Regions from separate parts of the Zea mays genome. Here region 2 is linked to region 1. A link is a contact called in public Hi-C data. All regions are on one chromosome and are shown on one strand. The core of a region is the stretch at or near the end of the contact, and the rest is flanking DNA. Distances in the headings are between cores, read along the strand shown. Region 1 holds the start of LOC100279094. Region 2 holds the start of LOC100383196.

Region 1 (3,952 bases), core at 654-3,153:
CTCTGTGCCCTGAACGCGGTGACCAGCTCCCCGAGTGTCAGGCTCTCGTCACCGTCCACGGTCAGGGTCAGCGACTGTGGCATCGTCCTCGCCAGCTGGTCTATGGAATCGTCGTCCTCCCGTGGTCGCGACGACACGATCGGCGCCAGCTCGAAGAGAGATACGAGCGGGCCGCAACCGTCGCCGGCGCTGGTGGTTCTTGCGATGCGGTCGCCGGCGTGGTGTTTGATGCCGTCTTCCTCCTGCTCGCATATCTCGCTGCCGATGGAGACGTCGCGGTGAGTCTCCATGCCTGCGACGAACACGTCAAGTGTCAACATGTGATTTTTATTCAGGAGATTCAATGTGGCAACAAGGCTTGTTTTGATTGACAGCGATTTGTTTAGATTTTATCAACCAGGTAACAACTTTTTTGACACCCTGTTGAGCTGTCCCTTAGAAACATGGAGCCATTGACTTCAGTTGGCACGGCCGGCCTCTGAATTAAATTGTGCTTGTATCCTATCTCAAGCAACCCGACAATGGTCAACTGGCCCTGAGCCTGTGATCATGATCATTCTAGATGCCCCTGACCGGAGAAAAAGAAAAGCTTGGCAGATCCTAAATCAACCCCAGTTCTACTTAAGTTTGAGATTTCCCTTTCATCTTAACAACAGCACTGAACCATTATGCAACCACCGTTTCCACCATTAAGGGCTTGTTCGGTTATTTCCAATACACATGAATTAGATGAGATTAGAAAAAGTTAAGAAGAAGTTTAATTTGTTTGGGATTCAAACTCATTCAATCCCACTCAATCCACATGTATTGAGAGCTAACCGAATAAGCCCTAAAGTGGCCTATACCAGATTACCTGGACTTGGTTCTCTGCAATTACACTGGAAAACCCCTTGTCAAGGATCATCAGAATTCCAATTTGGCATAGATGCATTTCAGTTACCACTCTCAGGCAACTGGCCATTGTGCATGAGGTTCATTTTGTACCAGCACAATGTTCCAGCAGATGCTTCAGCAAAGTTTTAGGTTGCACCAACCAAAACTAGTGAGCATGCATCTACCATCAGCCACAAGGTTTTCGATCCACCAACCATACGAGAAAATTTTCGTTTTAGTACTTACTACATGATTGATTGCAACAGCATCAGCTTATCTTCGTTAGCTGTAACAATCAATCGTTGGGTACTAATAATGTAAACGAGATGTAGGAGTAAGTCGTACATACGGCCGACTTATCGCAAGAGAGTTGAGAGGATGGATGAGAATCAATCGAGTCGAGGAGTGCTCACCTGAAAACGTGTTCGGATCATCGTCCGCCATCGCAGCATCCGTCTCCGAGACACCACCATCCCCGTCGCAGCGATCCGGAGCGACGGCGGCGAGGTGGGCGTCGCAGAGGAGGAGGCGGAGAGCGTCGCGTGCCACGCCGGTGGCGCTGGCAGCAGCAGAGGAGGAGGAGGAGCAGAGCAGACGGTGGACGCGGGCGCAGACGATGCACGGCGGGCCGAGGCGGAGGCGCGCGGCGGCGGCGGCGATGAGGCAGAACGCGGCGCCGTTGGCGAGCAGCAGCGACGCCAGCGCCCACTCCAGCGCCGCGCGTGCCGCCACGGCCAGGAACTCGCGGATCATTGCTGGCCACTGACTACCTACCTGCTCTGCTCTAGGGAAGCGAACGCGGAGGACGAAACGGAAGCATGCGAGCTCTGGAGAAGGCGGAAGAAATCTCTGCTTGATGCTGGTGGATAGTGGGGGAAGGTTTCGATGAGCGGCTGCTGGTGGAGCCGGGGAGAGAAGGGAAGGGAAGGATGAGGTGAACGATGAACACGAAGAAGAATTTGGGGTTGGTGAAGAAGAGCAGGTGTCACCTTTTGCAAAATGCAGCGTCACTAACAAACACACAGGACCATAGAAAATTACTCATTAAAGTAACGGCTTTTGACAAAAAAGGTGAGCGAGAATTGGAGGGAGGGGACGTCATGGGCCAAGGGTTTGCTAACTTCCATCAAGGTTTATCTTGTCTCACTTTGATTTTCAAACCAAAAGTATGACAAAATAGATCAAATAGTAAAGCAGTAAATAGGAATATAACTTCATATGGAAGAAAATTCAGGCATTGAAGATAACATAAGATTTTATTGTTCATATTGTCATTTCTTGGCCGAACCTCGCCCTTCCATATCACCCGACCATCAAGGTAAAGAACATTCATCTTCCTCTTCACTCACTCTCTTTCGTCCTCGATTCTCGCGGCAATTCAATGGCATTATAGATGGCCAACCGAGCCACACGGCACGGCACTGGCACTAGCACGAGCAGACACGACAAAAGATCTGTGTCGTACCTGTTAGTGCCTCCGTGCTGGGACACCGGCCCAGGCACAACGGCATGTTAGTGCTAGTGCCAGTACGAGCACTATGCCTAAAAATACACTTTCTAGCATCAAACAGATAGGAAATAAAACTTCAAACTGCTATGTTTATGAAAACAGTTTTATTATGAGCTGTAGTGCAATGGTTGCCTCGTTAAAAACCTGGGTAAAACTCACCCTTGTGAGAAACCCTAGACAGGAAAAAAAGTACAGCCCAACTCATTAAAAAGTTCATTGTCATCCACCATTACAAAGTCCAGGTGCATAATATTACAGTCCCATTACACAAATGGTCACAAAGAGACTAATCAAGATAAATATTTTCAAATGTTTCTTCAAGCTCTTTGTCATCCACCATGTGTTGCATCCTTGCTTCAGCATCTCCAAATCTTTAATGCATGTCAACATCTCAACCATATCAGACTTCAACCTCCTCCTCCGCTCGTCGATGATACTGCCAGTTAAACTAAAAGTGGATTCTGAAGAGAGGGTAGACACAGGAACAGTTAAAATATCTTTAGCTATAATTGATAGTACTGGATAAGTGAGTTTGTGCTGATGCCACCAGTGCAAGATGTTGAAATCATCAGTTAACTGGTTTATAGTGTCACAATCTAAGTAAGAAATGAGTTCAGAATTATTAGAAGCTGAAGAGTTTGCAGCATGCAGCAGAGCAGTTGCAGAGGTATCTCTAGCAATGTTAGAGTAAAAGCAAAAGAATTCATACCAACAGAACTACCCACATCATCAGCATCATCATAAATTTCATCCCAAGCAGACTGTTTCTTACCAGACAAGTTAGGAGGGACATCCCTGTTCAACCTAATAGATCCATATTTCTCTTCATACTTATTATAAACATCATTAAGCCTAGCTCTAGTGGTAACATGATAAGCAACATAATCTGTACTGGTCAGGTTCATCAACTTTCTAAGCACTCTACTGAAACCTTTCATTTTAGCTCTAGGGTCCAAGATGAATGCAAAAGAGTAAAGTAAAGGTATGTTCCTCCAATATTTATTATATTTGTCTATCATAGGTTGAATCACACCTCTGATGCGAGTGTCATTAGATGTATAGCAATCTTAACAAGAAAATGAAGCATAAGTGGAGATGTAGGATAATAAACACCAGACAATGCAACTGTAGAATCATAAAAGAGCTCAAGAAATTTAAGTACTTTCTCTCCAATAACCCTGTGGTCATCAGTTAAAATAAACTTGTTGGCGTTTCGACCCCGGGGGGTCCCTGGACCGACGAGTAAATTGTCGCCGCGTGTCCCAGCCCAGATGGGTCGGCGCGAGACAGAGCACAAAGGGGGGAGAAACAGCAAAGGGGAATCCCACAGCCTCCGTGTTGTCCTGCGCCCAGGTCGGGTGCGCTTGCAGTAGGGGGTTACAAGCGTCCGCGAGGGAGAGAGAGAGAGAGACTATCCGCCAGCTCGTTCTCCCGCGTGGCCAACCTTCTCGTACGAGAGCCCTGGACCTTCCTTTTATAGGCATAAGGAGAGGGCCCAGGTGTACAATGTGGGGTGTAGCAATGTGCTAACGTGTCTAGCAGAGAGGAGCTAGAGCCCTAAGTACATGC
Region 2 (3,952 bases), core at 767-3,266, 170 kb after region 1:
AAACAAATAGGACCAACCTTGTCCTTAGGCTCCCCTTTGATACCACCTCCTTAAAATCTTATATTGCTAGAGATAGAGCTCCTTTCTCCTTAGCCCATAGTAAGATTTTGTGTTTATATATCCTAATTTATAAAAGATTTGATGGAAATGCTTCAAGAACTTTGCCAATCAACCGTCGCCTCCGTTCCACCCGTTTGACCTGTGCTCGACAATTTTAAAACACTTAGGACAATTTTAACAACCCCATTTTTCTAAGACCTCGTTTATTTCATTGGAATTAAATTCTATTTTAATAATTATAATTTAGAAAAAAACTAATTAAGTTCATATATTTATATATGTATATTTGTATATTATTTTAAATCATATGAGAGATAGTTATATACTACATTTATGCTATAATGAAGAAAGTAGAAGAGTGTGATACAAGTTGTACATCAGAAAAATAGCATATAAATATACAGAATCAATTTCCATCTGTTACCCCATGAATTTGAGATAGACTTATATAAAAACTTTAGAAAATAGTGAAATGTCATATTCTAAAAAAATAGCCTACACCATTAGTTAGATTCCAATTCCTCAAAATGAAAGGAAACAAACGAGACCTAAAGGATTTTCATTTCTAAGGAGAATCAATTCATTTTCCATTGAAAAAAATGAGAATGTCTTGTAAAAATAGAGTTACCAAACTAGTTCTTATATGATGAATAAGTCGCGCCTAAATAAGCCACCTAAATAAGCGAAAGCACGTATGTTGCCGATTATAATTAGCACTAAATAAATGTCACTTGTGTATAGCATTTGACAACACACAACTTTGGAGTCATACACTAACAATACAAATGAAAATCCAAAAGCTCATCCTCCCATAAGCGATATCCTTGTTTATAGGGCTGAATGAAATGCTCGTGGCTCGTTCGGTTCGTGGCAAACTCGGCTCAACTCGGATCGACTCGTTTGAATTTTTTCATGAGCTAAGCTGACATCCTAGCTCGATCCATTAGTAACCCAACTCGGTTTATTAACAAGCTAGCTTGCGAGCTAAACGAAATACCACATTTGAGCAAAACAAAACTATATACATATTATTTATGTAATAATTGATGAATATGTATGTGTGGTGTCTATGGCCTATGCGTTAAACTAATGATTGATGGACTATTTCTATTTGTTAAATTAATATATGTGAATATAACTGTGGGTTAACTTGATGAACATGTATGTGAATCGTGAATTGATTAGTGATGTGTTATATTAATTTAGTGTTACATTGATGTGGTTTATGAAACAATGAGTATAATTACTATTTTCTATTATTAAATTAGTTTAAAAATAACTAAAAATTGATTATATATATATATATATATATATATATATATATATATATATATATATATATATATTATTTTTTTTACTCTGACTCGCGAGCTAAACGAGTCAGCTCGAGTTTATAAGAGCTAGACTAATATAGACTCGTTAGTTTAATAAGCTGAGCCGAACCAGCTCCTTAGCTCACAGCTCAAACTTAAACGAGCCGAGTTAAACTGGTCCGATATCGAGCCCGCACAAAAGTACGCGGTTATTAGTACAACAAAGCCCACACCAGAAAACAACAGTAGCGATGCCGAAACAAGCCGATCAAAACCAAGTCTATGTAGTACTACAAAGCAGCACAGCACAGAGCTCCCCGTCGGACTAGCATGGAATCCTCAGCCCTCGGCAGTCGCTGGCACCAATGGCCGGCTGACAGCGTGCAGTGGTTCCAAACCACGTCTCCCTCGGGCTCACCACCACTGCGAACCCACCTCCTCTCCTCTGACCGCCGGACCAACGCGCGGAGACTAGAGCGGCGGCCATCGCTCGCTGCTGCCAAAAGCACGCAGGCACCCATCGTAAAAATATATTCTCACCCCGCCCCTTGGCCCTTGCCCGCGGGGGAGAGACAGGCCCACCCACGCTCCCGGGCCCGGAACGAGATGGGTGGTGAGCTCACCGCTGCCTCGTGGTGGGCAACGCGAGGCGGCCGAAACTGACACACTCCCTCTCCGCTCTCTCTCTCTCTCTCGCAGCCATGCTCACACACACACGCAGGCAGCAGTCACGCTGTGGGAGGGGCAGAGAAGCGAGCGACACAGGAAACTGACGTCGCTTTTGACGGCCTGCTACATAAATCCCCTCGCCTGCCTCCCTTCCCATCTCCTTCCCCGCAAAAATCGCCCGGGTGCCAGGTGCGCGGCGCAGGGAGGTCGCGACGGATTCCGGGCAAGTGCATGTGAGATCCGATGGTGGCGGCTGCAGCGGCGGCCGGCGGCGGTGAGTGCGTCTGTGTCGCTCGCTGCTGGTTGCGGCGCTTGAGTTGAGCCTCCTCCCCTCCGAGGGGGTTTTGGGTTTGTTTGTGACGAGGTTTTGCTTGCCTCATGTGGCTGGGCCTGGGCGTGCAGGCGCCGACGCGGGATGCGGAGGCGGAGGCGGAGGCGGAGGGAAGGACGCGCTGTTCGTGGAGCTGTGGAAGGCCTGCGCGGGGCCGCTGTCCAGCGTGCCGCTACTCGGGGAGAAGGTCTACTACTTCCCGCAGGGCCACATCGAGCAGGTGAGGCAGCAGCTGAAACGGAGGGTGGCTTTGTTGTTCCCGTTGATGTTGCCGCTGCATCCCCGCGTGTTTAGAAGGGGTTTTGGGATACCGGATACGCGTGTGCGCACGCGTCGGAATCTTCGCCCGGATTTCGCGTGGTCGCAGCGGATTCCGGGGTTTGGGCGGGGTTTATCTAATCCGAGCGCGACGGGGTCCCGGATTCCAAATCCTCGTCGTCCGCAGCTTGGGGTTCGTGGTTCTGGTTCCTGTGAAGCCCCCGCGCCTTTGCGCGGAATCGTGGACTCTGACGGGAATTGTCTGGCGGCTTTTGCGGGGTTCGTTCGCATGTCCGCTGCAGTGCTGCAGCCTGCGCTGGGGTTTTGCTTCTTCTGATGTGGAGGGTTCGGCATTTGTGTGCCATGGGCGATTCGGTGCCTCGGAATCCCATCCGGAAGGAGGGTCTTCTGATTTGGGCTATTTTTTCTCTCTCTAGGTTTGCCAGGTCGTCGGTTACTTTTGCTGGTCACTTCAGTGAGCTCAGATGAAGTTTTTTCATTTCATTTCATTTGACCCTAGAGGCTTGGTCTTTCTTTAGTGCCTCTGCCTCGAATGGTATTAGGGATCAGCGCCTTTATGGTTTTTTAATGTTATCCAAAGCTCCGCAATTTTTTTACTGACATGGGGTGGTATGCAATGATTCCTCTTTCTAAGATTCTGCTTGTTTCTGCTGTGCTCTCAGGTGGAGGCATCGACAAACCATCTTGCCGAGCATCAGGGCACGCCCCTCTACAACCTGCCATGGAAGATACCCTGCAAGCTCATGAACATGGAGCTGAAGGTAACAACAACTTGGCTTCTTTGCTGTTCACTGTACAATGTTCTGAATGCATATGATTTACCCTCGTTTCCTTTGCTAGGCTGAGCCGGATACTGATGAGGTGTACGCCCAACTCACCCTGCTCCCTGATAAGGTGGGTAACTTCTGGTTTTGCTTCATGCATGCTCAGACTTGGAATGTTAACCAGTGCTAATGTGCTATCTACTTATGATTGTGCTTGATTCATAGAAGCAAGATGAGAATACATCTGCAAGAGTGGAGAATGAGGAGGCAGAGGAGGAGGTGGTGCCTCATGTGCCACCAGCCACAAGTGAGGGGCTTCGCATCCATTCCTTCTGCAAGACATTGACTGCCTCAGACACAAGCACACATGGTGGTTTCTCAGTGTTGCGCCGGCATGCAGATGAGTGCCTCCCACCACTGGTTAGGCCCTCGGAACCTTTGACTCATGTTGTTGTTGGTTTAGCACTTTCTGTTGATGGCCTGATGATGGATGCCTTTGATGTTTCTCCTTGATTAGGATATGAGTCAACATCCCC

Evidence for each region. A called contact is a pair of places that touch in the nucleus more often than the background predicts.
Region 2: a contact with region 1 is called in a Hi-C map of leaf, with 5 times the contacts expected there. The contact joins the promoter of LOC100383196 here to the promoter of LOC100279094 in region 1. A contact is called at or near these places in 3 of 25 Hi-C or Micro-C datasets (ear, leaf and tassel).

The regions. Positions count from the first base shown.
Region 1 is chr10:13,501,772-13,505,723 of Zm-B73-REFERENCE-NAM-5.0, forward strand. It overlaps LOC100279094, which reads right to left and starts at 1,904. Exons shown (of 2, transcript NM_001152140.1): 1 at 1,287-1,904; 2 at 1-292. The coding sequence starts at 1,626.
Region 2 is chr10:13,671,983-13,675,934 of Zm-B73-REFERENCE-NAM-5.0, forward strand. LOC100383196 reads left to right here and starts at 2,017. Exons shown (of 14, transcript NM_001175858.1): 1 at 2,017-2,316; 2 at 2,445-2,593; 3 at 3,315-3,413; 4 at 3,493-3,546; 5 at 3,642-3,836; 6 at 3,934-3,952. The coding sequence starts at 2,286.